4 separate regions of the Mus musculus genome follow, and all the other regions are linked to region 2. Evidence: chromatin contacts called from public HiCAR-type and HiChIP or PLAC-seq data. All regions are on one chromosome and are shown on one strand. Each heading gives the region's core, a stretch centred on a gene start, on an enhancer-like site or on the middle of the called end of the contact. The rest is flanking DNA. Distances are from core to core; before and after follow the strand shown. Region 1 holds the start of BC037032 (cDNA Sequence BC037032). Region 2 holds the start of Ttc33 (tetratricopeptide repeat domain 33). Region 3 has its middle 72 kb from the start of Gm16311. Region 4 holds the start of Dab2 (disabled 2, mitogen-responsive phosphoprotein).

Region 1 (6,699 bases), core at 398-2,897, 1.2 Mb before region 2:
GGGACCTAAGAGAGCTAGAGATCCTTCCTCAAACAAAACAGCAAAAAACAAACTCCAAAACGAAAACCTCCAAAACGATGAAGTTAACCCACCACCGAATATTAGCTAAATTTAGTGCCGAGCATTTTTGTGTTCATTGTGTCCCTTGACTGGCTTTTCTCATACAAAACTGCAACAGGAAGAGCATTACAAGGTGAGGGGAATTATACAACATGGACAAGGACGAGGAGGAGAGGAGACAGACACTTCTGTGCTTATACCTGTTCTGTAATTTCTGGAATTGTTGGGACTCCGGTTCCAGGAAAATTCTGGAACACAGAGTAGGATGATGGGGAACAACAGCCCAGTTCTAATCTTGTCCCTCTGTCGGTTAAGCAGGTCATGTCTCATGAGGGTCAGTCAGCACGCTGCTGGGTTTCAGAGGAAACTAAGGGCAAAACCAGACTTGAAGAGAGTTGTGGGTGTTGGGGTTGAGAAATGTTGGAAAGGTGAGCTGTCTAGATCTGGAAGGAGATCTTTATCAGTGACCCTTTGTACCTGTACTCATTCCAGAGGGCGATTTGGAAAAGTAACACGTTCAGTAAGAGACCCTCCAGGCCCTTGGCAACCCGAAACCCTGGTTGATGCCAAGCCTTGCGCGAGGGGAAGGCAGGCTCTAGCGCCCCCTCCAGCCTGAGTGCAGCGCCCGCCGCTGCGGGTGTGCCCGCAGATGAGCTGGAGCCCAGCACCTCCGGCCCCGGCACAACCCGCGGGGCTCGTCCTAGCTGTGCAGCCTTTCCATTCCTAGCCGTGAGCCCCTCCCTGTCTCGCTTCTTGACAAGCCAGCAGGCAGCAAGGGGCGGCACCGCTCTGAGGTCCCGAGGACGTCACTGACGCGCGGTCGAGCCTCCAGCCCGCCCTACCGCTCGCCTTGCCTTCTCTCTTCTTAGCCGGTGACGCCGCCGCGGCCCCGGGCAACCAGCACTCGCACGCACTCCCGCGCGCGCCACCGTCTCCCGCACCCGGGGCCGAAGATGGCGGCTCTCAAACTCCTGTCCTCTGGGCTTCGGCTCGGCGCCTCAGCCCGCAGCTCGCGGGGCGCCCTGCATAAGGTAAATTGAAGGTGCAGGGGGGCAAGAGGAAGGCCACGCGCGGACGAGCTGCGAGCGGCGCGCGCGTTCTTTGCCCTGCCCATCTCCACCGCCTCTGGTCGGGGATCTGGCATCTGCAGCGCCGTGCCCGGGGGTTGGGGGTGGGGGCTTGGAGACGCTCGGGTTTCAGGGTAGCCCCGCCGCCGCTTGTCTGTCTGTCTGTCTGTCTGTCTGTCTTTGCTTCTCCATCCACTTCCCCGCTGTGCTTGCAGCGGTGGAGAAGCGGTCGAGGCTCTGTGTACCAAAGCCACGCAGCAACGCCTTAGAGACAGACTGTCGGCGTCCAGGGACTCGCGTCCCCATCTCCCGCCACTCCTACAGACTCCAGGCTCCAGGCCGACGCCCTTGGGAAGGGGGTCCCCGGGGCCGTCGCCCTAGGTAAGGGCCGGTTGGAGGAGAGGAGCGGAGAAGGGCGGCGCGCTGAGGCTTGCGCCCCACCTGAGGGAGCTGCTGGCGCCGGCTGAGGCCCAGAACCCCGGGCCGGGTTAACCGCTGCTGGCTCAAGTTCACCGCCAAGTGGGCGGATGCTGTGCGCTGCGGAGGCGGACTGCCGCTCCCCATCCTCCCCTTCCCTATATGGCGGTAGAAAGGGGAACCCGGACTGGAGCTCTTGTCACGGGGCGATTTAGCCTGCCAAGCGTTTGGAAGCAGAAGGAGGGCTGGCGGCGCTCCGCTGCAGTTTGCAAACGCCTCGGTCCTTTATTTTGAATTCCTCTCCGTCCCCTCCGGGTTAGAGACTTGCAATGTTCAAAGACCGTAAAAAAACAAAAATCAAAAACAAAAACAAAAAAACCCAAACACCTTGACCCACAGAATGGTATCCTGAGTCGCCCTCCTAGCAGACTAGCTGGTGGTGGATATTTTTGCTTATACATTGTAGAGGGTCTAGCCTCTAAGCACACATTCGGGTTGGATTTGAGTATGGGACCAAGGAACTGAGTGCTGGAGGAGGGTGGGGAGGAGGGTGGATTCACCTTGGAGTGTTCAGTTTGCTCAGGAGCCTCTTCCCGAACCTGCAAAGTTTTCTTTGAAGAGGTTTCAAATTGCAGTCCTGAACTTAAGAAGAGTGCATCACGCAGGGCATTTACTTGCACTGTGTGCTCTTGAACTCCTTCCCCTGTTGCTCATTTCCTTGCCTTCAATCTCTGAGTGTTGAGAATCTAAAGATGTCATCACAGGACTCCCTCGTGTGCTAGGGAATGGTTCAGAACTGAGTCATTGCGTTGTTAAATTCCTCAAAGGAGGCATTTGGGTAATTGCATGCAAATTTGGATGCACTTAACCACCAGCCAACCTGCTGCAAGTGATGGAGCAGATGCAAAAAACCAGGACACAGGGATGTCCTTGGGCCAAGGTCAAAAACTTTCTTTTGACAGTGCATGTTTGTCTAAGTTTAAATTATTCACCTCTAGTCTACCCCACTTTCAATATAATCATTAAACCATTTCTCAAGCCAGCAAACCTCTAGGTGGATGAGCTGTAATTATGGGTTAGTAAAAAGTTCATGGCCCAGTTCAAAGTTAGGCTTCTCAGGAATGAGGAAAGAAGGTGCAGCTCCTGCTCTCTGGGGTGTTCTGCCCGCTTATGCATTGGTTGGCCTTACTGGCTGCTTGCTTAGCGCGTAAGTCATCCGCCTCTGCTGAATTGTAATACCCCTGTGCTGAATTGTAATACCCCTGTGCTGAATTGTAATACCCCTGTGTTCGTTTCACTGGGACCACGGTATACCTCAGTCCTTTGCCTCCCTCAACACTGCAGACTGCTCTGCCAAGAATACTCATTTTAGTACACACCTGAGAGAACCTGGTGGATACCTTCAGTAACCTTGAATACTTTCTGGCTAAATGTAGCCAACAGGTAAACTGAGATAGATATTTAAAAAATGCTTTTATGCTTTTGTTTTGGGAGACAGGATCTTGCTATGGGGGCCAGGAAGGCCTGGCACCCATGATTCTTTTGCTTCAGCCTACAGAATTCTGAAATTAAAGGTGTGTACTTATTTACCATGCTTAAAAAAAATCTTCCTTCCCTCCCTCCTTCCTACTTCCCTCCACCCTTCCTTCTTTCCCTTCCTCTGTCCTTCTCCCTCCCTCTCTCCATCTCTCTTTCCTTATTTTCCTTCATCCTTGCTTCTTTCCCTGCCTCCCTTTCTCCTTCCTTCTCTCCCTCCCATTCATGGTGAACAAGTTCCTTGTCTGGAGCTATAGCATGACCTGGAATTACCTGGAAGCTTTTCAATCTGGTGCTGTGTCACCCTAAGGTTTCTAGCTGGGTAGGTTCTAAGTGGATTGATTCATGTTGAACATTGGCTGATTCCTCTTGGCAGAGATGCTTCCTCCTGGCAAGCTTGCATGCTATTCACCTGAATAGTGCTGCCTTTTCCTCCTAACTGGGTTTCTTTCCTCTTTCCATGACAGCTCTTCCTGATTTTGTTTATCAAACTTCCATACTACAAAAAACAAAACAAAACAAAAACAAAAACAAACAAAAAACAAAAAACAAAAAAACCCAAAAAACAAAACCAAAAAGAGCCAGGGGTGGTGGCACACGCCTTTAATCCCAGCACTGGGAGGCAGAGGCAGGCGGATTTCTGAGTTCGAGGCCAGCCTGGTCTACAAAGTGAGTTCCAGGACAGCCAGGGCTATACAGAGAAACCCTGTCTCGAAAAACAAAACAAAACAAAACAAAACAAAACAAAACAAACTTCCATACTAATATAGGCTATATCAACCTTTCTGTGTCATGATTTCTTTAACAGTCGTGAGGTGACATTTAGACACCACTTGGGTGTATAGTTCTCTATCACTCTATTATTGAGGTAATACTTATATTTACAAACAGAAGAAAAACAAAGTGTTTGAGGTCAGTGATATGGATAAAGCTGCCGCACAAAGACTTATAACTCAAGTTCAATTTCTAGGACTTACATGGTAGAAAGAGAACTGACTACTTTTTGTTGTCCTGTCCTCTAACCTCCAGAGGTTCACTGTGGTACAACCCTTCCCTACCAAGATACAGACACATGCACACACACACACACACACACACACACATATGTGTATCATATATATATATATATATATACTAGAACACTATTATTTCCTTTACCTACATCTCTTTTCCTTGTCATCCAACACTTGAGAACTTAGTAAAATATGTGTGTGTATATGTGTGTATATATTATAGAGAGAATATGTATATATAATGTATGGTATATGTATATGTATATAATATATAGTATATTACAATATGTGTATATGATATATAACACATATATAATGTACTATTTATTATATAGTATGTATAATATAGTATATGTATATATACAGTATGTATAGTATATGTATATATAATATATAATATACATACACATACTATATATATGTATATATATGTATATATACATATACACACACATACATACATTATACATACACACATACACAGACACATATATTTTACTAAGTTCTCAAGTGTTGGATGACATGGAAGAGAGATGTAGGTAAAGGAAATAATAGTGTTAGTGAATGGTTAGAAAGGAAGTCAGGGGATGAAGTTTAGGTTCCACCATGGAGTAAGACTTCTGTGGTTAGCTGTAAGAAACTGAAGATTAAAATGGAAATGTTAATGGAAGAAACGTTACACTGAAAGACATTTTGCACCCCAAGAATTTTGTTTCTTTTATCAAAATCCTTAATCACTGTTTTCTCACTCAATTTTAATATGAGAAATTACTACCAATAATAAAATGGGGTTCTGCTGAAGATAGGAGGGTAGACCAGTAAAATACATTGTGACTAAAAGCTTGGTTAAAATACCCCACAATGGGCTAGAGAGATGGCTCAGCCATTAAAGGCTAGGCTCACAACTAAAATACCCCAAAATAAATAGCTATCTGAGCTATACATGGTATTGCCCCACATTTTCTTAGGTAGTCTCTGCAAACATGAAAGTAATTTATGTTTTTATTTATTTGGCAGCTGCTGGCACATAAACTTTTTTCCAGGTAGGATCTCATGAAGCCCAGGCTATCTTGGAACATGGTATAAAGCCAAGGCTAGCCTTCAGTTTCTGATCCTTTTGCTTCTGGTGCTGGAACTACAGGTTTCCTGCTGTGGATTTCCTCAAACCCAGGGTTCTGTTCACACCAGGGAGATCCCTCACCAACGCATTTGGTTTTAGATAACGCCACTTCATTTATAAAATATATTGGAAGAGGTTAATTAGGTGTAGTTTAAAGAGCCTCTTTGAACTTGCCTGTCTAAGGAAGAAAGGTAGATGTTATCAGCAATACACTTTCTCCTAGTTGCCAAATCTTAAGAATTTGTGCCAGTGACACTGATATTTCTTGACTCTCAGGGACACAGTGTGAGTAGAGGACCTGGTGTGTGTGTGTGTGTGTGTGTGTGTGTGTGTGTGTGTGTGTGTGTGTAAGATAGAAAAGAAAAAAAAAACCCTTTAAGGGCCTGCTTTGGAGATCCTAAGGTGGGTTTTGATCCTCTGTGGTGCAATTTGCCAGGGCATTGAGTTTCCTCCTTGCCCCACTGTCTGCACTTGATTCCTGGCTTGCTAAGTAATCTCTGAATATGCAGACTGGCAAACTGGAGTGTAACTCAGATGAACATGTTGCTGGATTGTAGTATGTGTTTGCAGTCCCAGCTACTTGGGATGGAGACAGGATGTCCTGCTTAAGCCCAGGACATTGAGACTAGCCAGACCCACACAGCAAGATATTGTCAAGGGGAAGAAAGACTGAAAGCAATGGGCTTTAAAGGAAGGGAAAGGATTCATAAAGCTGTTTTGAAAATCTTCAACAAATATAACCCACGGTGCCGTCTTCGAAGGGAGTGGATAAAATGCATCACTTCTCAAGGGAGGATGGCACCCCCAGGTGTTCCCTGTAGTCAGGCAGACAGCTTCATCCTAACTGTGTGACAGTTGTCATCTTTAGCCCTTCTGCAAGCTCCTCACCTGACTTTGATCAAAATAGCACCTCTCTTCAGAGACATACTTAGTAGTTACGTAATTTTGACACATCTCTTCAGTCCTGACTGAACTAGAATTTGACAGGAGGGTACTTTCACCCCCTGGAATATTCAAGAAAACACCCCAGCTAGTTTTTTTCTTTCTTTCAGATTTTACTTTTTTTACATCTTTTTGTGCAGGACCTGATAAGTTTGTATGCACCACATGCATGCATACATGTTATGCAGGCAATGCATGCATGTGTCTGTTAAGGTTAGAAGTCACTGTAACCATATTTACAGGCATTAAGCCCCTTGGAACTACAGTTTCAGATTTTGAGCCTCTTGGAACTGCAGTTACAGACAGTTTTGTGTGCCACCAGATGTGGGTGCTCGGAACTGAACTGACTACTCTGTGATAGTGAGTGCTTTTAAACCACTGAGCCGTCTCTCCAGTATACCTTACTGATTTGGGATTTTAGTTGTATGGGTACTTTTGTAACAGTCTCTCACATCTGTTGAACTCAGGGCCTTTTGCCTGCTAGGTAAGCATTCTGCTACTGAACTACATCTGCAGTACAACTTCCACTTTTTCTGAAATATTT
Region 2 (6,422 bases), core at 1,674-4,173:
CTGTCTATTACGATTAATATGAGCGTGAGGTGCCACAGGCCAACTCTGACATGGAAAGACCTTCACAGAGCTGTGAGCACCAAGAGCAGGAAACACTGAAGTTCTTTTATAGGCTGACTACCACAGTAATACATTGGTTATAGTGAATATACCAACTTACTTGACAACATTAATGAATATAATCAAATTATAAATAAAAATTGTATCTGAAGTTACCATTGATCTCAAAGTCTAGACACACTGGGAAGCTGTCAAGATTATTATATAAGGAGTACAGTTTTGTCATTGGAACAGACATTGTCAACTTTTTAAGTGAGAAAATTTGTGTGTGTATGTGTGTTTGCATGTCATAGCACATGTACGGAGCCCAGATGACAACTGTCTTTCCAACGAGTACGCTCTGCAGACATAACTCATGTCACAAGGCTGAGCAGCAAGCATCCTTACTTGCTGAGCCATTTCACAAGCCCCTTGCTTTATTCATTTCAAGAAAAGGTCAAAGACCTAAATATGAATATAATCAGTTTGTCAGCGGTTAAAAAAAAAAAACAAAAAACAGTTGTGTTCCACAAGATAGTGGAACTTTATAATAGCCTTAAAGAACTGGGTTTATTGGGTCTGGAGAGATGGCACTGACTGCTCTTCCGGAGGCCCTGAGTTCAATTCCCAGCAACCACTTGGTAGCATACAGCCATTTGTAAAGGGATCTGATGCTCTTTTCTGGTGTGTCTGAAGACAGCTACAGTGTACTCACAGAGAGAGAGAGAGAGAGAGAGAGAGAGAAAATAATTGATTTGATTCTTATGTATGTGCAGCCACTTGCAGAGGCCAGAACGTGGGGTTGGAAACTCCCAGAGCTGTAATTACACAGAGGCTGTGAGCTGCCAGATGCTGGTGTTGGGAACTGAACTTTGGTCCTCTGGAAGAGCAGGAGCCAGTGCACTTAACTTCTGGACTCTCTGTCCAGCCCTCATGGTGGAATCTTCACTCGCTTTTGAGAGGCATCACACTTCCGTAGCAGTAAAAGCACTTGGTATCATAGAAATATGAATGCCATCGTTTAGAAATGCCCTTGACGAAGCAGTGATACTTGGCTTATTAAAGTGAGTCTGGAAATTGGGACTCTTGCTAGGTGACATAGCTAGGTCTCATCTCAGGAGAAACTTGTGTTCCAGAGTTTCACTGTAACGGCGTGACAGAGGACTCTATCACTACCATTAGAGTTTGCATCATTACCTCAAATCCACGTAGCTGCTCTATCACTGTGGCGTTTTAACAGCCAGCACCAATGTTTACTTTTGTGAAAAATGGCAATATGTACGAGTTCTGGGTACGGAAGGGCCTTTGACACTTGGTATCTGTGGGTGTCAGAAGAGGGCAGCAGTTCCCCTGTAACTGGAGTCACAGATGTTTTGAGTCTCTCTGTTGAGTGTTGGACCTGAACCCAGGTCCTCTACAAGAGCAGTAAGCCATCGCTGGGGCCAGCATCAGTGATTTTAATGCCAGCGTTGGGTAAGAGTGTCCCTTCAGGGACTATTTGACATTTTGGAGAGAAAGAAGTTAGTAGTCCTTTTGGTAATGTATGTGTGTGTGGGGGGGGTGGGGATGGGGATGGGGGTGGGAGGTGGGGAGGGGAGTATTACTAATGGTATCTCAGAATCCTACCATGTTTCTGTTTGGTTTCAGACCCAGGAACAAACAACTTAGGTGTATATTTTACATACCAAAGCAGACCTGGCCTCCTGGTTCTCCCAGCATCCCTCAGTCCCTAGTATAACTGGCCCCCAATCCTGAATTTTCAGCACAGGGCCTGGACTCCCTTCCCCCAGAGGATCTTTGCTATATAATCCATTTTGTTTTCTCCCTCCCCATCTCCCCTGCCCCCTTGTCTTAGCCTGAGGGCTCTCTTTCTCTTCCTCTTCTCTCCCTTTTCTGGCCTCCTTCCTTGGGGCCAGTGAACTCACCTGCCCGAGAGCAGCTTCTTAATAAACCTGCAGTTGTATATATTTTAATCTGGCTTGAATTGGCTCATTTTACCAGTGGAGAAATAACTTATCAGTTTACCTCAACAAATAACTAGCCAGTAAGACATGCGGTGGCGCGTTGAAAAAGCGTGGTCTCCATAAATCGATCTTGGCTTTGTGTAGCACAGCTATGTGGATAAACTTAAGGAGTTTTCAATTCCCTCAGTGTGCCCCATTGTTAACATCAGCCTGCTAATTTACTTGTAAGAAGTGACAGGTGCTACTTTCAGGCTCTGCTGTGGATTCTCACAGGAAGCTTGCAGTTCAGCCCAATCCTCCCTGATCGGCTCTTACTTAAGGTTTCTGTTGCTGGGATAAAACACCATGACCAAAGTCATCTCGGGGCGGAAAGGGGTTATATCAGCGTCTAGTTTCACATTATAGAAGGAAATCAAGGTAGAAACTCAAGCAGGGCAGTAATTGGTCCTTTTTAAGGCTTGTTCAGTTAGCTTCCCCTTGGGCCAGACCACCTGCCAAGGGTGTGGCACTGCCTGTAATGGGTTGGGTCCTCCCACATCAATCATTCATCAAGACAATGCCCGCATAGATTTCCCTACAGGCATTTTCTCAGTTAAGATTCCCTGTTTTATAGCTAAGTATATGTTTGTGTCAAGTTGACACAAACAAGCCAGCACCCTTTGCACTTATTTCAGCTCAGTCTCCGCCCCCCCCCCCCCCCCCCCCCTTCTGCATCTCACAGACCCTTCAGCGGCTAGGCCGGTCAGACTAGGCGGTAAGCCATTTATTTACCTGAGGACTGTGTGTATTGCAAAGCACAACCTCAAACACGGGAGTCCATTCCCGGCTGCAGTTAGAGGGCGCTTCGTCTGGTGTCTTTATTACAAATCCCATAGTCCCTAGGGCGCCGCAGTGACTTCTGGGATTAGTGGTCCTGCAGAAGGGCGCTGGCGGGTAAGAAAGTCTTCTTTTCTTCTGTCCGCCTTGCTGGACTTTAGAACGTCCCAGGATGATTTCATGCTTTTTTTTTAAAATAAAGAATCGGGAAGCACAGGCAGGCAAGGCAGATTAGAATCCCGGCAGAATAGTTTCCGTTTCCGGTGCCAAAGGGCACGTGGAATGTAAACACGGCACCACAGAGTGTTTTCAGGTAACTGGCTGCGGGTAGGCGGTAGACAGGGCTGAGGGTTGCTGCGTGCGGGAGGGAGGGCCGAGGGTGGCCCGGTGAGGTCCACAGAGCCCTGGGGCGTGCCTCCGACCTGGGCACGGGGCGCGGGGCGCGGTGGCAGGGTTCTGGGTGCCGGCCCGGCCGCCCGAGGAGCTGCTATGGCCGGAGCTCATTTTTATTGCAGCCGAGGCAGGGGCCAGTTTTGAATCCTGTGTTCTCCTCGGGTAGCATTTTAAGGGAATCCGTTTCTCTCGTTCTTCACCTGCGGATTCATCTCTCCTGTTCGGAGGGTGGTTGTTGTGATTCTCTACCTCCGGCCGGTGTTTTTCCATCTTGGGTGGCCGCATCCTCTCACGCAGTCAGTTCAGGAGGACGTTTTTAACTCTGTGGCAAGCACCCAGCTTATTTATGGCCCGGTAAAGGGTCAAGTCGAGCGGTTGCGGTGGAGAGCATCGTACATGTTTAGAATCTTAATGCCACTCATCGTTCTGTAGAGCACGTAGACTTTTAACTCCAGATGAGAGTTAGCACGAAACCTTTACAGTTGTGATTTACCCACTTGATCTGTTATCGGGTTGGAAAGAAGCTTGGTGCCTTATCCATCCAGGTACAGATCAAGCAAAGCTCCTTCTGTACGCGGTTTTTAGTGAGTACTAATTACAAGCACAGCCTAGAGGCACAAGAAGCTCATAGCGTAAGATGAAAACAGTTTAGTTGAGATGTAAGTGGCGTGTTATACAACTCCTCCTAATAGAGTCTATGACTCAGTAACCGTTATTGCTGTTCACAAAATCGTGCCATTATACCAATTGATGTTAGGACATTTTAATCACCGAGAAGGGGAGTCCCGAATCATTAATTGACTATTGTCTGTATTTTCTCCCCAGTAGCATTTCAGATCCCGGATCAGATCAGAGCATTACATTTTCCTTGGGGAAGATGTTCACACATGCCAGGAGTCTTCCCTCTTTTAAGCCTGGCCAGCTTCTATTCTCTAAAGCTCACTTTCATGCAGACACTAGTGTGCGTTTGTCTGACAGGTCATTGGATCACGCTTGATAGCACTTACCGGTATTGTAATTGAGTTCAGTCTCCTTGTCCACAGGCAGTTTGGGAGAAAATATAAACTTGGTATTATAAACTGGTAACACATTCCTGCTTTTTCACTTTAGTAGGCCCTTGATACCGCTTGCTGTTTCTTCATTATTAAGTCGTTTCTAATCTCCACAAGGACTTGTTAGATTTTTTTTTTCATCTTTCTCAGATGCATACATTTATTTATTTTTTTCCTTTATATTGAGTAGATGGCTATAACCTACTTTTCCTACTAATGTGAAATTTGGGAACATGAAATCCCTAGTTTTGTTTGGACTCTGCTCAGAAACTTTAGAAATGTGGAGGACAAGGACACAAGCTTCAGAGGGCAGCCGTGTGAGGCAGAGAGCTACCCTCTGAGACTTAACCCTTCCTTATGTGCCCTCAGCACTTAGCGCCCCCCCCCCCCCCCCTTAGCTTGGGAGGTGGGGATCTCAGTGGTTTGTTGACTTTCGTTTTCTCATTGTTCTCAGCTCATCCTTTCACCATGACTGGCAGATGTTTCCAGTGATTTAAAATGAACTTGCCTTCAGTAAGCAAAACAGGTTTTCTGTTTTTAATAGATCTGCTACACTGTCTGATGCCTCACGTTAGTCATGTAGAATGCAAGTCCCACATTCTCACTGCCTTTAGGGACATAAGTACAAGAGAGCTGCCACCTCTTCTTTCCTCTTCTTCCTCCTCCTCTTGTATCCTAGTATCCTTTGAAGGCATTCTGAGCATCCATTTTCCTAGACTGTCTTCACTCTATGCCTCTGGATTTGTGATCCATAGTAGCCATACTTTCATTTTACCTCCTTGTTTTCCCCTGGGATGATGGAGATATATATATATATATATATATATATATATATATATATATATATATACACCCCACACACATATATGTATAAATACATCCATATATACGTATACACACATATAAATGTATATATATGTTTACACACACACATACACACATATGTATATGTATATAGTAATTTTTCAGACAGAGGAAATACATTTCCTCGTGTTACGATGAGGCCAAGGAGGAAGCTTCCATAGCCCTCATTCTGTAGCACAATTTATACTCTATTTTGTACCCAGGATTTCCCAAAACTCACTGCTCTCTGGAGAGCACATGGTTCGCCTACATTAGCCTGTGATTGAGACTTTGTGATTGCTGTGATCTGTTACATTTTCTCTTGTTTAGTGACAGGCCTGTGACCTATAATTACTCAACTATGGTAGGACCTTGGGGTTGTCTGTGGGAGGGACTGATAGCCACCCTCACATGTTGCTGTTCTCTTCCTGGAACTTGTACTCAGCTGCAGCCATGTGCATCAGTGATGAACTTGGTGGTGCATGACACTGCTGTCTTCCCTACTTCCTCCTTCTCATAATGCCTGTTGTCGGATGATTTCAAAAAGACCTGAGCTCATTGCTTTCTCTTCAGGGTTACAGATTCCTTTAAGAACAGATAAAACCTTACATGCTCCTGAATGCACACAGCATCTAAGATATTATACCTAATTGTAGGGATTCTCATGTATCTTAAAGCCCAGCTGTGTAGTTCATGAATAACTGGGTTTCTTAGTCTTATTGCTAAGTACTACTGAAGACTTCCAGTGTCCGCCTTGTTCTATCGGCTACTCTTCCTTTTCCTTAACGTTCACCTATCACACTAGGCCCACAAAGCCATTTTATGGTTTTTTTTTTTTTTTTGACTTTCTTAATAGTTGTGTTGAGTCATTAAGTATTTAAACCTCCTACAACTCTCCTGTAGTCAGGGGCAGTGGCACACACTTGTAATTTTAGCATAGGGGAGACTGAGGTAGGAGGATAATGAGTCCACTCTGAGCTATAATTCTGAGTTTCAGGACAGCTGTCTGTATAAATAGTAGGTCTTGTTTCGAAAAGACAACAAAAACCACTCAAAGCATAAAAAACTTCTATTAAGGGAGGCTTTCAGGGTTTGTGAAAGGAAAGAGGCACAACGAGTTGTCCATGCTTGCCTCCCAGCTTCCTTAGTGACTTGAAGTGAGCTCTGTCATCCGCTCCATGCCACTTCTTACTGTTAGTGACTTTGAAGAATTCCTAGGTATTATATAGTTTCATAGCAAATACATTGCTGTTCTTAAAGGAAAAGGTTTTTTTGAAGTTCAATCCTACTATTATGAAGACAAGTAGAATCCAGG
Region 3 (6,357 bases), core at 2,221-4,720, 1.1 Mb after region 2:
CCATATAAAAATATTGTATTACAATTGTAATCAGCTTAAAAAAAAAAAAAAAACAAGACCCTCCTATGCTAGTCCTTCGTCCACAAGCAGGTAATAAACCTGTAAGCAATACAGGCCATTCTTGAGAGACTCTCACCCACAAATCTGCAAAGTATATTTTGCAGTTCCAGGTCAACAAAAACAGGGGTAGGTGTATGTGGTGGTTTGCATATGGTTGGCCCAGGGAGTGGCACTATTTGGAGGTGTGGCCTTTTTGGGGTAGGTGTGGCCTTGTTAGAAGTGTGTCAGTGTGGGCATGGTCTTTAAGACCCTCATTCTAGCTCCCTGGAGTCCAGTCTTTTCCTGCCTTGGATGAAGATGTAGACTGGTTAGCTCCTCCAGTCACATGTCTTCCTGGATCCTGCCATGCTTTCACCTTTATGATAATAGACAGAACCTCTGAACCTGTAAGCCAGCCCCAATTAAATGTTGTTCTTTATAAGAGTTGCTTTGGTCATGGTGTCTATTTACAGTAGTAACACTATAACTAAGACAGTGTAACCTATCAGACTTTTACTATTTTATAGACAGCCCATAGTGTACTTACTCATTCATACACTTAGACAATACCAAAATGAATGACACCATGTGATAATTTTGGAAGATGGGCTTTGGCTCCATCATGAAAGGATAAAGAACTCTCCGAAGTCTCTCTGGTTCTCTGTTCCTCCCATTAAAACAAGAGTGATAGGGGCTGGAAATGGAGCTCAGAGATTAAGAGCATATTCTACTCTTGTAAAGGACCCAAATAGGTTCCAAGCACCCACATTAGGCAGCTCACAGCAGCCTATAATCCCAGCTCCAAGAAAATCTGTTGCTTCCTTCTGGCATCTACAGGCAACTGGACATATACCCCCTGTCTTAGTAAAGGTTTTACTGCTGTGAACAGATACCGTGACCAAGGCTCTCTTATAAGGACAACATTTAATTGGGGCTGGCTTACAGGTTCAGAGGTTCAGTCCCTTATCACCAAGGTGGGAACATGGCAGCATCCAGGCAGGCATGACGCAGAAGGAGCTGAGAGTTCTACATCTTCATCTAAATTCAGACAGGAGAAGTCTGGCTTCCACAGAGAAAGGATGAGGGTCTTAAAGCCCATGCCCAAAGTGACACTCTTCCTCCAACAAGACTACACCTGCTCCAACAAAGCCACACCTCTTTAATAGTGCCACTCCCTGGGCTAAGCATATTCAAACCATCACATATTCAAACCATAACACACCCATCAAACAGATACATGGGCATAGATGTAATTAAAAATTAAAATTTATAAAAGCAGTAATGATAACAATACTGACTTCAAAAGACTTAGGGGATTCCTATGAAAATAATCTACTCAGCTATCACGCCATATAAGCAGGATTGGCCACAACCCCAGCTGTGGTTGACCATAATAGTGCACAGAGCTGCTAGCTGCCCATGGCAACTCAGTGGTGTGGCCGATGACTGTGAGCTATTGGATCCTCCCCAGTATGGCTTTGGATGACAGGTTATCCATTGGTTTGGTTAAACACGCTTTGAGATGCAGCGGCAGTCGGTGGTACTCTTACCTAGTCCTCCTCCCCTGCCTCCTCTCCCTACCCATGAGACCCACTGTGGGATGCTACCACTTTCTATTGCCCCCTCCTTTTTTTTTTTTATCCTGCTTGCTCTTTCCCCACCCCTAGTCAATATTTTTCATTTTAGTCCACCTTAGCATATCCAAGCCAACGCAACAGGTCTAAAAAATAGCATCTGCTGTGTAATAAAGAGCACTGCTTATGACTATCAACCAATTGAGTGACAGGAACCGTAAGCATGATGTCCTTGTGGGAATTCAGAGAAAGAAAAAAAAAAAAAAAACTCATTTCGAACCAATGTATATAAAGTTTCCATGGGAGAGGGATATTTTGAGCTATCTGGAAAGATCTCAAAAGTAAGCTTTACTGAAGACCGGGAACTGGCCGTTTGAGCTTGGAAAAGACTAAGCACAGAAAGAGAATCTAGAGGCTGGACATGTTTCATCATTGGCTGGCACGTAAAGTACATGCTCTGTCCCAGTTCCTCGGAGGACCAAAAGGGGAGTGTGGGACTCCACCGTGAAGGGACGCGAACTGGTCAACAAACAAATCTCAGTGGCCTGCAAAACACACAATTGTTTATCATTCGTGTGGCCCAGTAGTGGCTGTGACCGCCGCTGTGATTCTTTCTTGTGCCTTCTCACACTACTCTGTACTCAGCTGAAGGGGCTTCCCAAGGGACAGGACTTCCAGAAACATACCACAGTGTTAGAAGAGTGCAGATAAGCCACGTGGCATGTCTGCTCATAGCTCATTGGCCAAAACAAGTCACGTGGTCAACCGTGCCAGCTATAGAGCAGAGAATACCCTCTAAACACAGGAAACACTGAAAATTCCATAGCAATGCGGATATATCCTCGCTTTGTAGAAAGGAAGCCTATACAGTTAGTAAGAATAGATCAATCTACCACCAATAAGAAATTGATAAAATGCAAATGCTTACTATTTAATTAGACTTACATTACACTATCGCCAGTGTAAACGTCGGTATGGCATGGGGAGAAGGGAGAATATTGAATGGTCCAGACAGGAAGTGATGGCCGACTGTCAAACATGGGTAAAGCATATCCACAGTGAGAGCAAGGATCCTCCTGTGAGGACCAGGCGCTGCCCTTCCCGTGATGGAAGTGATCCAATGAAGTATCAATGAAGGCATATTGATAGTGGTGTATGGGCAGACAAACTGACCCGTGAAACACAATAAAAAGTTATTAAAAGCCTCTTGCAAATAGTTATCCAACTCATGATAGAAGTGTCACGACAACGTTACAAGGACAGGATTTTTTTTTCTTCTTGAAGCAATAAAACAGGACAGTGGACACTGCCTGTTATTATTTAATGGTGGCAGCGATGAGTGATAAGTCAGACTATAGCTTTTGATGGGGAGGGGAAAAAATAAATAAAACAGTCATGCCAGACAAAGAGATGACCGCAGATTAGCACTAACTTGGCAAGTATGTCTGAAATACAAGGAATGTCTCACTTCCCAGGTCATAAATACCCCCGTGCAGGTGTGTTGTTATTGTTTTGTTTTGCTTGATTTTGTTTTAACACCATGACACATCAGGGGTTGAGTGGACAGTCTTCAGCCTTACTAGATCATATAATTACTAGATCATATATAATCACTAGATCACATAACCACTGCACCATCTAGCACAGGAACAGGCGGGCAGGAAAAGCCCTCCCCTCCCGCTCTTTAACCTTCAAGTTGTTGGCTCTAACTCAGCAGTGCACCCAGTCCGCCCTTGAACATCTATTGCTGAGGGTCGTGTGCTTCTGAGCCACTTCTCAAGAGACAGAGATCTGTTGGTCAGATTATGGGCAGACCTGGTTAGTCAGTGGTTTAAAGCTACCACATCGGTGACGCAATCCCTGGAACTTTGTGGAACTTTTAAGGCCAGATTCCCTGCTGTGCGAGGTAAAGACACTCTCTCCACTTGTTCCTACTGATGAGTTGAAAAGCATTTGTTCACTTAAACAACTTTTTTTGGAGTAGGGCAAAAGGACGGACTGGGACAAGACAGTGAAATGTGAACTGAAGGGAATGGAGGGACAGGCCAAATTGGCAGATGGCACGTCTCGTTTCAGCTTTTAAAAATAATGTTGCTTTAAGAACAAGGGGGAGAAAAAAATCTCAAGCCAAGAAACATCAACAGTAAGTTTTCCTTCTTTCCCCTCTTCAGATATGCTGAAGCCAGGTTTAATTTTATGTCAGGAAAGAATTCCCTCCTGAGATTTTCCTGGCTACGGTTCAGTTGAGGATAATGTTTTCCAGCCTTGTTTCCAGAGGCCCTGAAAAGCTGAAGGGAAACGGGCAAGCAGTCTTGCAGGTCTCATCCTGAACCAGCAGGGGGCGCTGTGATGACAAAGAAATCCCGGGCCTCTCGGACCTGGGTGCTGTCTGAATGCAGGCAACTTTAGGTATCGTTTCTGAGGCTAGCTAAAACTTGAAACATTTACAAGTTGCATTTATATTTCTTACTTAATACAAAGCCTTCATGCTTCATTTTCAATCCAAAGGGGGCGGGGGCTTAGATATTTGAATAGATTTCCAGAAATGTGCAACGCCCAGCCTTCTTTCATGATTATTCAGGTCATTGTGTAGTGAGATGCCCCATGGATGTCTAAATGGGACACCCAGAGCACTTAAAAGCCATTGCAAAAATATCACCCAAATGTACCTGCCCTTGCTGAGTCATGGCTGCTAAAATCGCTTAACCGTTCGATACGCCTTTGTTTTCAAATTGCTTGAATCCACTTAAAACTTGAGGAGGAGTAAGACAGGGAAGCTAGACACACTGATTATCATCACAACCAATCTTTGACTCTGAGTTCACCAATGTGTTTGAAGTCCTACACTACATCCACACAATGTAATTCCCCCGCCAAGTTAAGAATTACGTGACTATCAGCATTGCAAAGGACTCTCAGTCTCACCTACCCCTGGGTACTCAGTTGCTTCCAGCATCTATAGAACCCTATGAATGCAACCTTACAAAGCTAACATCCAACTGTTACTAACATTGCTTGTATATAAGTCTGGGATGCCATATAGGCAATGTCTGCAGGAGTATGATGTGGAGGTTTCAAAAGATAGAAGTCCTGAATCAGTTCAGGGGACTATTTCAGAGACCCGGGTGCAGTTCTGAATGTTTATACTCCAAGCACATGGATTTTGGAGTAGGTATGTATTACTTCTCAAGAGGCAGGAGCTGAGGGGCCAGACAGAAAGAAAATAGAAAGAGATGTCATATTCATCTGCTGCTATCAAAGTTTCTCTTTCTCCTTCCTCTCTCTCCTTCCTTGCACTCTATCCATTTATCTCTGTGTCTTTCTCCATCTCCCTGTGGTAGCTGTTGGGGGCCTGTAATCTTGCTACTTATTTGCTAACATAGGCTAGCTATTGATGCTCTCTGAGAATCAGGTCCCCTGACTTCTACTCTCTCTGAAGAGCAGAGCTGAGTCTTTTAGGCCTAGTGATTTGGAAAATCTGATTTCACATCTCCAAACCACTCAAGTCCTAATTCTGGGCACGTGCATTCCATATCTTCTTGCAGCTGGAACCCCATCTTGGTAAGGCAATTGAGCAAACTCACTTACGTGCTAAGTAGCATCCTGTTAAACCCCAGGAATCCCCAGTTTTGGCTTTAAACTGAGTGACTGCTGCTTCTTGCATCCCTTCTTTCTCCAAAAGTGATCTCCTCTGTTGCCGTGACACGCAGGCAAACCTGTAGTCTTTCCTCAGCAACTGACTAAATTAGATCAAGAGTAAGGGAACAGTTCTCTGAGTACTCTTCCACAAGAGATTGTAGAGAGGAAGGCTGGGTACCCCCATTTTTCTTCCCTCTGGGAAAGAGAGAAATTGCCTTTGACTGTGTGCACACAGTATTCTGTAGCTCCTGGACCTGACCTCTTTTGTCTTGTGCTCAATAATGTTGTATAAAGAATAAGGCAGGTAAGAGCTGGCCAATGCCTCACTACTAGCTCATCTTTGACAGACTCCTCAGACTCTCAATTCAGGCACTGCATATTCACTGCCCTTGCTTCCGGTCTGAATCATAAACTTCAGAAGACTCTCCAGTTATGTATGAAAAGGGTGAAGGCAGATAAAGTTCTTTGGAAGGGAGAAAACGTAGCCGTTACGCGTAGAGCTGGTACTTGAAATCGCTTCCTCCGCGGTTAAGACTTGCATTAGTTCAGTGTGGTCAGCAAATAGCAAGCAAAGGCCTGCCACAAGCCAAACAAGAAGACATCCCCTGCCTTCTAAACACTACTTTTTACTATTTAGCATTTAAAATCCAAAGCCCATACTGCTAATGCATAGGTAGGGCCAGTGGGAGAGCTTTAGTGCAAGAACTGATAACACGAACTCAGAGCTGCAGGTGGATTATTTGAGCTAACTTTGGGGTTGTGGGGAACAGCAATTATTAGGCAGGGGAAAAAAGGGAATAATTTCAAGTAGAGATAATAACAGTGTGTGCAAGAAAACACTTGCAAAGGTCATCTCAAAGTTAGTGTGTGTGCCTTTGCAGTGGTAGGTAAGGATGTGGAATCTGGGCCATGGCAAAGCAACAGCAGCTGGATATATGAGGGAGTTTGGAGTCTTTATTTGAAATGGGGATATATCAAAGGCTTCAAGTCAAATGAATACTTCATGGGTGGTTTCTTTATTTTTTTTCAACTTTTTATTAGATATTTTCTTCATTTTCATTTCAAATGCTATCCTGAAAGTCCCCTATACCCCCCTCCCACCCTG
Region 4 (5,996 bases), core at 886-3,385, 1.2 Mb after region 2:
CACCCTAGAGGTATAAAAATACACTGCAAAACCAGAACTCTCTACTGTGGGCTCTTTAGATTTCTGTCTAACACAAGGGTGTTCGCTTTAAGCAGCCACTATGAGCCTGCTGCTCACAAATGAGCTCTTTGGGTCCACATCACTGCTTCACAACTGCAGTTCACAGCAGATGAAATCGTTTTCTTTCTCTGGTTTCTAAGGCAAATCCATTCCATCTAGTGGGAGCAAGTTAACACATTTTGATAATAATCTTTCAACTATATAGATAAAGACAAAGGCCTAAGTGGCCACTTCCACATTGAGAAATGATTCATGTCTGTCTGTAGACTTGTTTCTTTTATATTATCAGAGCCCCTGTTTGTGTGAATGAACTACCTTTTTTTCCCCTAATTTTTGAACTTTTTGAAATGACACCATTTCTCTAGACTACTAGATTTGAGAATCAAAGTGTGATGTTCTCAGAGCTAGCAGAATTAAAGTTCGCACCTATGTCTTGTGCCTTCATAGAACTGAAAAGTAGACCTTCCATCATTCACTGAAAATCCTTTTTTTTTCAACCATAGAAAATTACCTCAGAGGAATATTGGAAGCACACACACACACACACACACACACACACACACCTCTACTCTGCACACCCAAGTGTGAAGGGAATCCAGAGGTCAGGTAGGGGCAGCACCTGGACCAGCTGTGTTGCTCTGTGTCTCTTACTCTCCCTGCATGAGGGCTGCTCCAAGCCTGACCTACTTGCAAGCAGAAACTGCCACTCTCATTGAGCTACCTCAAATTACAGTGATTTTGCAGCTGGGGCTAGGCATGGACCACAAAATACATCCTTGGTGCACCATAAGCCCAATTTGAACCCTGGATTCTCAGTGGTAAAATGCAAATCCATTGTGTTGCTTACTCAATAAAATCAATAACCCGTTTCCATCCAAGTCACAATTTGTCATTTTCATAGTCAGTACATTCTGCTTACAACAGGGGAGGAGGGGCAGGAGGGAGAGGGAAGAAGAGGAGGAGCAGAAGGAAAAACAGACAAGAGGAGGAGGAACAAGAAAAAAAGGACTAAATAAGAAAGTGGAAGAGGAGGAAGGGGGAGGGGAAGGAGGGAAAAGGGGGGAAGGAGGGAGAAGGGGGAGGGGAAGGAGGGAGAAGGGGGAAGGAGGGAGAAGGGGGAGGGGAAGGAGGGAGAAGGGGGAGGGGAAGGAGGGAGAAGGGGAGGAGGATCTTCCCAAAGCTTAATTTCTTAAGTACTTGAAAAGCACCACTGTTTCTGTGACTATTTAACAATTGTCCCCTGACTTTAAAATATACAGAAAAGAAATTGTGAGATTCTATAGGATTCCCAAGGTCTGCTCTGCCGGGCTATCCACAGCTGAGCATCGATGAAACACCTTCCAATACTTATTCACATATCTCAATATTTTCATGAAGGAATAAGAAATGCTGTAGAAACTAGCAGACAAAGTCATGTTATCTACGTGTGGGTGGATATACACTGAAATGATCACAAATGTAGATCATTTATATGGAGGCTAACTTGTTTTGTTTAGGCCAGTTTAATAGCGAGAATATGCTCGAGCGTGATATTAAATTTCAATAACAGGGCATCTTTTTACTTGGGCACACATAGATTTCCCTCCTGTTTAAGCACGTTCACAATTAAAGAATAGTGATTTTCTTTAAAGGTAACAATCCAGTCACATGCCCAGCTTTAGAAAGGACAGACTGGACCCGGGAACGGAAAGTCAGGAGTAAAGGCGCGTCTTTGTTCAAAATGCCCCAGGCGGTTTAGGATGAGTTCGCAGTTCGCGTGCCACGCCACTCGAAGTGGCAATCCAGGGAACGGATCTGCGAAACGCAGCTCAGAGGATCCCATCCTTTTCCTCCAGAATTTCCCTTTTCCTGTCCTTACGTGCACCCTTTCTGGCCCAAGGCAGTGTGGGGCTCCTGGCCCGGGTTGTGTGCACGCTCCTTTTTCCGGGTCTCTGCGATCGCCCCCAGCTGGCCGGGCGCACGGGGCGCAGGAGGCGCAGGAGGCGCCGGATCTCCGTGGCTTTAGTTCGAGTTAATAAACAGTTAAGTTTGGAAGACTCGGCAGACACGTTGAGGGGGAGTTACCAAGTCCAGGCAGCAAAAACATCCCGCCGCCACATTCCTGGAGAGTCCTCAGAGCCAGCATCTGATTAGAACCATATCTCTACCGGGAGTGGCCGCGCGGCTATTTAAGTGGCGTTCTCCGCGTCCTCGGCGCTGCAGCCTTGAGGCTTCGGGCGCGGGGAAGTCATGCTGGCTCCACAGAAGCACTAGCTAGTCCGTGAGTAACTCTGCCATCCCCCTTCCCTTCGGTCCCTTCTTTCTTTCTTTCTTTCTTTCTTTCTTTCTTTCTTTCTTTCTTTCTTTCTTTCTCTTTTTTTCCTTTTTTTTCTTTTTTTTTCTTTTTTTTCTTTTTTTGCGACCTACTTCTCTCCTTTGCTGGCTCCTCTCTTCCCATCCCTGCCTTGGCTGCAGACCTTGGGCGCTGGGGAAATCTTACAAATGAGACAGTGTACTCCGGGGAGAGCAGCGGGTTTTGTGGCCTGACATCTGTGGAATGCTTCCAAGGAATGCATTTTACCTTTGGGGTCGGACTCAAGGCGCCCATCCTGTGACATTTAACGAGTCCCTGTGTGTGTGTGTGTGTGTGTGTGTGTGTGTGTGTGTGTGTGTGTGTGTGTTGTACACGAGCCCTAGTTTTTAGGGCTTAGGGGACATCCCAGGGAATGCGCGGTGTGGCTGCTGACCACCTAATAAACTCCTGAATGATGTTCAGTTTTACTGTGCGACAAAGGCTGGGGACATGGTCTGTGCCTCCGAGGAGCTATTTTCTGCTGACTGACAGCACAGGGCATTAAAAATGTGAACTTTGTCTTATACCAGCATTCCTAAGAAAAGTATCTGCCCAAGCCACGTAACAAACTTGTTTTAAATCGTGAAGCGTTTGAATGCTGTTTTTCTTGACTGTTGTAAATTATTTGGAAGGATTAAGAATTCAAGAAGAGGGACTAAACTGTGTTTAAAACCTTGGAGACCCTGCCAACGTAGCGGTTCTCTTTGCGGCATAGAGCTGGCTGTTATTTCTTCCTGCCTGCTCTCCTCCACTTAATCCTGAGTCTGGAATTCAGCTCTGTAGTCGGTTTCAGATGGGAGCTGTGTGAATCCGAAGGGAAATTTAACTGGATTAAAAACAGTTAAAAAATATGGATGTTATCTCCACCCGAGGCACCCCCTCCCACCCTTTCCTCTTTCTTCGCCTGTGTTTGGAAGAAAGGGAGCCACCCTGTAAACCGAGAAGAGCAAAAACGAGCAAGCTTCCAGGCACATGGAAAGCTTTAAAAATTATGGAGGGGCAACTTCATGAATAGTAAATGTTGCTGTTGCTCTATAAAGATGAAAAAATTTCTGGCCCTAATCAGGCAAAGCAGGAGGGGAAGGGTGGAGGTAGATATAACTCCAACCTAAGTAATGGCAGAAAATTTGCCAAAATCCCTTGGAGATAGCTGATAAGGCTCCAGGAACGCTTCTGATGGGATGTCTAACCTACCTAGTTTACAATCTTGAGGCCTGGGTTCTGCACATAGTAGCAGTGACTGGTTGTTTAGAAAGGAGGGACTAGCCAGGACTCGGGAGCCACTGCTACCAAATGGCTTTTCATGGTGCTATCTTGTCCTGGATTAGGCTGCCCTGTTTTAGCTAGCTACCCCACCCACCAAGGACTCTACCTCTCTCCACTCCCTTGGTTGAGGCAGGGCACAGCAGTACTGAAAGAAATGTACTGGCTTGAGAATTTAGGAGTGTTGGGGATTCAGGCTTTGGAGAGGAAAACAGCTATCTAGACAAAGCAATGCTAGAGGAACACAGCTCAGAAGGCGAGATTAGCAAGAGCCCTTGAGAAAGCACCAGAGAGGTGTGGTGGTCTCTTCCAGCACTCGCATCAGACACAGACCACTTCTTCCCTAGTTCGTAGTCACTGTCTCCTAAAACTCGCTGGGTTCTTCCCAAGCCTTGTTTAAAAACCTAATCACAAACCCCTTCTTCCTCTACTGCAAACTCAAGCCCTTTTGTCCAACCGCGAGTCTAGAAACTTTTTCCCTGTAGGCTGCTATGCTCCGTCTTTGCCCTGAGTTCTGGAGAAGGAACCCAGGACCTTGGGCATGCTTGACAAGCCATGGAGCTGCGCTTCTCAATTCCTGGTTGGATGGTCTTACTCTGTAAACCCAGTCTAGACTTAAACTCATCATCCTCCTGCCTCTGCCTCAGGAGCCCTAGGACTGTAGGCGGAGGTGAGCACACCTCGCTAAGCTGGGCCACTTGTATTATGGCAGAAGAGAGAGATTGTGGAGGAATGGGAGGAATGTGTTCTGTCTTTGCCCTCCAGCACCCATGTATTTATAGAACTGATGATCCCGATTCTATTGATCTCCACCTGAGGATGTAAAGGAGGCTGGGAAGATAACCACAGGATGCTTTTAGGCCTTGCTGACTTGAGAAGAAAGAACAAAATCCAGAGGTTAGATCTCTCTCTCTCTCTCTCTCTCTCTCTCTCTCTCTCTCTCTCTCTCTCCTTTCCTCTTTTTCTTTTGGCATTTTGACACTGAATCCCAAAACTTATCTCTCTTCTCAGTGGGAGATTGAACACCCCCCCCCCCCCCAGTCATCGAGTCCTGGAATCCCAGGCGAGCGCCACCACACCCAGTTCAGAGTTTGCATTTCTGCTAAAGACTTAAAATTTCCAAGGTTAAACTAAGTCTAAATTCCTGTCCTTGGGCCTATTTATTTCTTGTCTTCCTCCAAGGGTTAGGTGGATTTTAGCTCACTTTGAAGATAGTTGTTGACGTGGTGAATGGTGCAAGAGCCTCCGGAAGCTGTGGACCAACTGGTCTGGACTGCTCAGCCATAGTTCTGTTACCTAAAAATTAAACGAGCAGGAAAACAGGGCTTGCTGGGTGGCTTGTAGCCACCAGGAAGTTTTGTGGGAAACTGTGCTCCTGGTGAGACCATGAGGAAGTCCCTTCTTCATTTCTCCCCCAGACTAAACCTATCACCACTTTGATGAAGCCAACTTGGAAGTACCCTGCGTTTCTTCGCCTCTTCTCTCTGTTGGGGTTTCATTCCTTTTCTTCTAGGACAGAGCTAGGATACTGGAATGGGTGGAGAGGCTGCTGAAGGGAACTCACTAACAACCTAAGTTCCTCCAGCTGAAGGCTTGCAAGGGTCCACCATTTAAACCTCCCTACCCTGGGCAGAATTAGGCTGGGAACCAGACTGGCAATCTGAAACACCTGAGTAGCAGGATGCGGCTGTTTTGGGTTTTGGGTTGGTTTGGCTTCCTCCTCCTTCTCCTTGGAGTTGTAATAAAAGTTGAAGCACTGTTACAGAATTGCAGAGGGCGGCCCAAGTCTCATTTAGATGACAAAGTATTCACATCAGATAAGTGTGTTTAAGGGAAAGCTAAATTATGGTAAGATATCCTAGTGGGTTAATCATAGCAATCAGAAGGGAAGCAAATGACCAGGTCTCCTGCTAGAGACAAAGCCCAAACAAATTCCTGATTAGGGGTACAAATGGTGCTGGATATCTTAAAGGCTTAGCAGTTCCTATATGCATTCATGTGCTAGCCGTGTCCCTCCTTCTGCCAACACAGCCCAGTTGGGTAGTAGTTGAAAGCATCTGCACAACTGTTAGTAAAATGACCGTGGACACACAGAATAACCTCTCGGTAATTCTGTTTTCTTATCTGGGGAAGAACAATAGTACGAAGGGCTGCTGAGAAGGTAAGTTAATCTATATCCTTAGAATACTTTATTCTGTTTGTCTATTTGTTTCTGCCCTGTGAACAATTGAATCAAGTGTCTTTGTGGCCCCTGAGAGCAAGTGGAGAATTTCTTAATCAGAGTGGAATACCACCCACCTATTTGAAAAATGGTAATCATTCAAGTATTCAATACTAAAAA

The links. HiCAR-type assays count read pairs that join an accessible place to other places. HiChIP or PLAC-seq counts read pairs in DNA pulled down with a chosen protein or histone mark.
Region 1: a HiCAR-type map of astrocytes shows a contact between it and region 2, with 5 times the contacts expected there. The contact joins the promoter of BC037032 here to the promoter of Ttc33 in region 2. A contact is called at or near these places in 16 of 39 promoter capture datasets (the 3T3-L1 cell line, 3T3-L1-derived adipocytes, the C10 cell line and 9 more), 1 of 484 Hi-C or Micro-C datasets (Sertoli cells), 6 of 115 datasets of contacts at active chromatin or transcription factors (astrocytes, embryonic forebrain, embryonic stem cells and 3 more) and 2 of 9 other capture datasets (adipose tissue and liver).
Region 3: a contact with region 2 is called in an H3K4me3 HiChIP or PLAC-seq map of bone marrow-derived macrophages, with 5 times the contacts expected there. The contact joins the enhancer-like site here to the promoter of Ttc33 in region 2. A contact is called at or near these places in 17 of 39 promoter capture datasets (the 3T3-L1 cell line, 3T3-L1-derived adipocytes, the C10 cell line and 12 more), 2 of 484 Hi-C or Micro-C datasets (bone marrow-derived macrophages and double positive thymocytes), 4 of 115 datasets of contacts at active chromatin or transcription factors (bone marrow-derived macrophages, cardiomyocytes, embryonic stem cells and 1 more) and 4 of 9 other capture datasets (adipose tissue, embryonic stem cells, liver and 1 more).
Region 4: a HiCAR-type map of astrocytes shows a contact between it and region 2, with 6 times the contacts expected there. The contact joins the promoter of Dab2 here to the promoter of Ttc33 in region 2. A contact is called at or near these places in 7 of 39 promoter capture datasets (the 3T3-L1 cell line, 3T3-L1-derived adipocytes, cranial neural crest and 3 more), 5 of 115 datasets of contacts at active chromatin or transcription factors (astrocytes, extraembryonic endoderm stem cells, fibro-adipogenic progenitors and 2 more) and 2 of 9 other capture datasets (adipose tissue and macrophages).

Annotation. Positions count from the first base shown.
Region 1 is chr15:4,025,759-4,032,457 of GRCm38.p6, forward strand. It overlaps BC037032 (cDNA Sequence BC037032), which reads right to left and starts at 1,648. Exons shown (of 2, transcript NR_028266.1): 1 at 261-1,648. It overlaps Oxct1 (3-oxoacid CoA transferase 1), which reads left to right and starts at 670. Exons shown (of 17, transcript NM_024188.6): 1 at 670-1,091. The coding sequence starts at 1,014.
Region 2 is chr15:5,182,637-5,189,058 of GRCm38.p6, forward strand. Ttc33 (tetratricopeptide repeat domain 33) reads left to right here and starts at 2,924. Exons shown (of 5, transcript NM_026213.3): 1 at 2,924-3,132.
Region 3 is chr15:6,234,426-6,240,782 of GRCm38.p6, forward strand. No RefSeq gene overlaps it. Among named protein-coding and RNA genes, the nearest start is that of Gm16311, 72 kb to the right of the region's middle. Within about 2 kb of position 3,471, at least 44 of the 459 cell types and tissues checked have an H3K27ac peak or open chromatin away from gene starts, as enhancers often do. A contact at or near this core is called in bone marrow-derived macrophages, where this site is marked.
Region 4 is chr15:6,384,613-6,390,608 of GRCm38.p6, forward strand. Dab2 (disabled 2, mitogen-responsive phosphoprotein) reads left to right here and starts at 2,136. Exons shown (of 15, transcript NM_023118.5): 1 at 2,136-2,320.